2 separate regions of the Rattus norvegicus genome follow, and region 2 is linked to region 1. Evidence: chromatin contacts called from public Hi-C data. All regions are on one chromosome and are shown on one strand. Each heading gives the region's core, a stretch centred on a gene start, on an enhancer-like site or on the middle of the called end of the contact. The rest is flanking DNA. Distances are from core to core; before and after follow the strand shown.

Region 1 (2,700 bases), core at 22-2,521:
GACGATAGATGTAAATTCGTTTTGGTGACCATGTCTATGAACTACAACTAGCAAATTCAGACTCGACTTATTTGAAGGCATATTCACATCCAACCTTGATGATGGTCATACGACTTTCCAGTTTTCTAAACTGAGGGATGTCCTCTCAATCATGATGGTCTCCTTCAGGCAAACAGCAAGACCTGGTGACAACTCTCTCCCCACCCCCAGCCAGCTAGTTGTCCTTCATGCCCAAGATCTCTGTTGGCAGCTTCTCTAGACTATAAGTTGTCCTGCAGTGTTAGTTATCTATAAGGAGGCCATGGGAAAGACCTGCTCACTGTGTGTAACTGGATTTGAGCATTAGAGTAGTGGGCTCTGGGGTTGGGGAAATGGCTCAGTCAGCAGAATACTTTCTGTATAAAAAGATCTGAGTTCAGAGCCACAGTACCCATGTAAAAAGCAGTGATGCACATTTGTAATTCCCTCCTCTAGGAAATGGAGAGAGCGGATCTGGTGCTGATTTGCCAGCCTAGTTGAATAGGTGAGCTCTGGGTTCACTGAGAGACTGTGCCTCAAAAAAAAAATACAGGGGAGGGGAAAAGAGAAAGACACCTAATGTTGACCTCTAGCCTCCACACGTATATATATACACACACACGCACACACACACACACACACACACACACACACACACACACACAGACACACACTCCAACGAGGGTTGGAGTGGGGGGAAGGCTATGTTAACGCTAGAACCCAGTTGTACTGGCTGGTTTTATGTGTCAACTTGACACAAGTTGGAGTTATCACAGAGAAAGGAGTCTCCCTTGAGAAAATGCCTCCATGAGATCCAACTGTAAGGTATTTTCTTAACTAGTGATCAGGGGTGGGAGGGCGCATTCTGGTTGGTGCTATCCCTGGCTGGTAATCCTGAATTCTATATAAAAGCAAGCTGAGCAAGTCAGGGGAAGCAAGCCAGTAGGTAGCATCCCTCCATGACTTCTGCATCAGCTCCTGCTTCCTGGCCTGCTTGAGTTCCAGTCCTGACTTCCTCTGATGATGAACAGCAAAGTGGAAGTGTAAGCTGAATGAATCCTTTCCTCTCTAACTTGTTTCTTGGTCATGATGTTTGTGCAGGACTAGAAATCATGACTAAGACACCAGTGTAGGGAACAGGATCAAGCTCGCCTTTGGAAAAGACTCGCAGTCATTCCCCTCGTCAGATGGTACTGGTAAAACTTGGCCCTAGTCTCTTTAGCCTCCATGCCTTTGCCCAACATGTCCCATTTCCCTGAAAACCTCCTTTGAACTTGTTCAGCTGGTAAGAGTTCAAACAAAGCTTTGTGCTAACCAGGTATTTCTCTGAAATTGCAATATTCTTGTTATGTAATTGGCACTGGTATCTGGCATGTTCCAGTGTGGCTGGCTTCACAGCTGTTTACATAACAAAGTTCTATGTTTCCACTCACTACTACTGTTCCAGCAGCTTTGTGATTAAGAAACCACAGGGGAATGGCCAGAAGAATTTTTGGCATCAGAGGGAATGGGTATGAATGTCAGTGCTTTCCTTTTGTGAAGCTTTGATAAATCTCTAAATGTCGTATAGCAGATACGCAGCTTGGTCTCCATGCTGGTCCCCCAACAACCTGAGTGTGGGCTGTCCCTGACTCTGTTGCCTGCCTCTGTGGATTCTGCTCTTCTTACTGGGCTGCCTTGTCTGGCCTCAGTGGGAGAGGCTGTACCTAGACCTTTGGTGAATTGATGCACACGGGACTGGGGGTGTGGGCGGAGGGGTATTGTTACCCAGGAGGACCTCTGCCTTATCAGAGGAGAAGGGGATGGGGATGGAGAGAGGGACTAGGTGAGGAGGAGCCACTGGAAAGAGGGCGGGGGGGGGGAACTGCAATTGGGATGTAAAGTAAATAAATAAATAAACTCATGGGGAAAAAGTCTCTGAATGTCAATGTCTGCAAATAGAGGCACTGCGAATGATTTAGTCTTTATATTGCTTTGTTATCTGATATGGCACCATAGCACGGCCTAATGCTGATGGCTCAGTAAGTCATCAGTCCTGAGGATGATAGTTGTAACTTGCTATGCTTGTTATAGCAGACTGTCACGGACTATGTGACTTAGAACAAAGTCAGTACTTTTTCATGGTACCAGCAAAGAGACCAGAAGTTTGAAGTTAAAGTGTCTTCAGGTATGGTTCCTTCTGTGGACTTATAGAAGGAACCACAGAAGGAAAGACCCTCAAAGCTCTCTCCCAGGTTCTGGGAGTCACGGATAATTTTTTGAATTCTTAAACATGTAGATTCCTCCCTCTGTTTCATTTCCTTCTGTTTCTGGGGTGAACCACTTTGAACTAAAGCAACTTAGGGAAGAAACAACTCATTTGGCTTATACTTTGTCATTGAGGAAAATCAGGGCTGAAATTCAAAGTAGAAGCTTAAAGTAACAACTATGGAGCAACACTGCTCTCTGGCTTACTCGCTCGCTTGCTCTGGGGCTCACAGTTAATCTAGTTTCCTTACACACTCCAGGATCATCTGCCTAGGAATGGCGTCGCCCTCAGTGGACTGGGCAAGCCTACATTAATCATGAATCAAGACAGTTTCTCATAGGCAATACGTTGTGGCTTAGACTTCCTTCTCCTTGCAGGGAATGTGTCTTCTCCTGTACTGCCAGAGAAATCTAGAGTGTGACTAATGAAAGTCT
Region 2 (2,700 bases), core at 33-2,532, 320 kb before region 1:
TCCCTCGATGGAGTTTTTCTTAGGCATCCTCTTCCTCCTCCACAGCCTCTTCCTATCAAAACACTGCTTAGAAAATTTTAGGACAAGGATGCTCTAAAAACAAAGCCTCAGCCAGCCCAACATCTATCTCCTGTTCCCTCGCTAGGCGGCCACTAGGGGTCGTGAGCAGCGTCCTCTGCTCATCCGGGAGCAAAGCCAGTTCTTCTCGCCTCTGTCTGGCTTGCACAGGCAGAAAGCTTCAAAGATAGTCACGTTATAGGTTTTGGATGGCTTCGCTGCTACGACACAGCGGTACTGTCCGTTATATCGTCTGTGTCAGTTGTAAGCAGCTGGGTCTGGAATGACCGCAGTACCCCAGCTCCTGGGCATATGGGGATAGCACTCAGAATTGGGGAAGACAGGATAGGCAGGCAGCTTCTGAACATGCCATGGGGTTTGTTTTTGGTGGGTGTTCTCTCACAGCCACCAGGTCTAAGCAGGCTTAGCTGGCTACAAAAACTACTATCGTTAATTATCACCACAGGCACACTCAAACTCCTGCACCTCCTCTCCTTATGGGTTCACCAACGAAAAATACACAAAGCCAACTATTAACCCACGGAGGGGAGAGATAGATTCTGTGAGGAAAGATGCCTTTCAGAGCCTTCTGGTGACTGTCCCAAGTCCTTTTGACTTCATATCTGGTGTGTGTGTGTGTGTGTGTGTGTGTGTGTGTGTGTGTGTTCCAACTATCCTAATTCACTCTACCATTCATCCCTGGAGGCTTTGGGACTCTCGGCTGCCTCCTGATAACGGGTTATCCCTTAGCCTCGCTGGGAGAAAGCCATTCTAGGCCTTGACCCCAGCCTCCAAGGCGGACACGGTCGGTCGCGCCCTACGGGCCCTTTGTTCAAGCTGCAGCGGGCTAGTAGCAGCTGCACCTCGGGAGAGCCACAGCTCAGGGAGCCAGGAAATCTGTGTGATGGCACCACCTTCTCCTCCCACTCTGTAACCCAGGAGCCTTTCCAGCCTTGGCATCTCTTGTGCCCAGTCCTGGCCTCTTTCTCCCTCTCCACCCAGAATTCTTCAGGAGTTGAACAAATGCTGTTCCTAAGACCCAGCCTAGCATTCCTGCCTGGCTGTCGCTGCAGGGGCAGCACGGGACACTTGAAATGTCACCGGTCGGGATAAATATTAACACAAAAGCAAATGGACGTATGCAGAGCCAGTTATCAATCAACCAGGCCACAAGGCCACTCACAGCAAACATGGCCCAGGTTGGGTTGGGCAAGACTTTCTCAGGGCCACTTCCAGGTAGGATGCCCCCCCCCATCCGCCCTCAGCTTAGATCTTCCTCTAGCACAGAGGAGTAAATACCCGACCACAAGGGGGCGAAGTCCGGGGTGCCGCAGGGCAGGCTGTCTTCCTGCAGGGCTCTGGAGGTCTCTTCACCTCCCACAGGGTCGGCTTGCTCAGCACACAGCCTTGCCTGGGCTGAGGACCCGAGCGGTCACCACCTCCTGGGTGCACAGTGCTACAGTCACATTCACTGGTGGGTGTCTCTTGCAGTCTCTTTCCTTGCTGCCAGCTACTGCCGAAGGGCCGAAGCCTTCTGGAATATTTAATTGGAGTCTAATCTCCTCCTGTCTTGATAGACGCCCACGTCAGAGGCGGGGCACCCAGCTTGGTTTCCCCACCCCACTCGGGACCAGAAACGGTGTGCGCCTGGTCACGCTGCGTTTTAATGAGCAGCAGCAAGCATTACGTTGAGGCAACATATATTGATTTTTAAAAGGTAGTTAATTTGGTGAGAATTTCCTCCAGTCTTTCACCAGCGCTTGTAATTTATACACCAGAAGGCGCCTCCCCAAACACACTGCCACGTGCAGAAAGATTTTTGACCCTCCAGAGAAGCTGCAGTGGAACTCGGAGCACAGAGAGGCAAATGGAGAACCTCTCTTCCACTAAAGAGTAAAGGATTTCAGCAGGCTCTTGTTAGGGGGTTGAGAAAAGACGCTGATTTGCTCTTTGGTGTAGCAGCCAGCAAAGCTGCAATGGCTGGTCCTGCGGAGCAGGCACTAAGTTCCTGCAGTTGCCACACCAAAGCATCAGGCGGGTCAGTCCTAAGCTCCATCACTGAGGCCTGCTAGTCAACCATTTCAAGGCTCAGAGACCGACTTCTCTTAAGAAAGAAAGAAATCAATGAGCAGGGTTGGGTTTTCTTTGGAGGCTCCAAAATAGGCTGTGACTTTTACGGGAGAACGGGATGGCTCTGAGCTTCTGGAGTTAGCATGCCCTCCTCCCCCTGCAGGCTCAGTCCCAATCCTTCTCACTCCTTTATGTTAAACAGACCAAAAAGGGAAAAAAGAAAAGAAAAAGAAAAGAAAGAGGCAGTGCTCTGCGGTGTCTCAGGACATCCTGTGTGCTCTGGTTTCATGTCCACTGCAGCCTCCCATTTTCCACACAGTCTAGGAAAGGGCCACATGCCTGGAGCCCAGAATAACAGAGCTAGCCATCTGGACGTAGGTGTGTAGATAGTAGCCCTATGATGACCTTCTCCGTCCCACGAGCACTTGCTCAGCACCCAATTCGTGCCTTTGTTGTGCAGGTTCTAGGACTTGGTCTTCATTCGCCCAAGCAGTCAACCCCCCCACCCCGCCCAAATCCCTGGCTCAGTTCTCTTATCTGGAGGCCAGTGGGCCTTGCACAGGATAGATAGAT

The links. A called contact is a pair of places that touch in the nucleus more often than the background predicts.
Region 2: a Hi-C map of hepatocytes shows a contact between it and region 1, with 2.4 times the contacts expected there. The contact joins two enhancer-like sites. A contact is called at or near these places in 9 of 12 Hi-C or Micro-C datasets (the A7r5 cell line, the Rat2 cell line, frontal cortex and 5 more).

Annotation. Positions count from the first base shown.
Region 1 is chr8:84,158,517-84,161,216 of GRCr8, reverse strand. No RefSeq gene overlaps it. Among named protein-coding and RNA genes, the nearest start is that of Onecut1, 320 kb to the left of the region's middle. Within about 2 kb of position 1,271, at least 1 of the 93 cell types and tissues checked has an H3K27ac peak or open chromatin away from gene starts, as enhancers often do. A contact at or near this core is called in hepatocytes, where this site is marked.
Region 2 is chr8:84,483,388-84,486,087 of GRCr8, reverse strand. The region is part of intron 1 of Onecut1 (one cut homeobox 1); the gene reads right to left. Among named protein-coding and RNA genes, the nearest start is that of Onecut1, 4.4 kb to the right of the region's middle. Within about 2 kb of position 1,282, at least 4 of the 93 cell types and tissues checked have an H3K27ac peak or open chromatin away from gene starts, as enhancers often do. A contact at or near this core is called in hepatocytes, where this site is marked.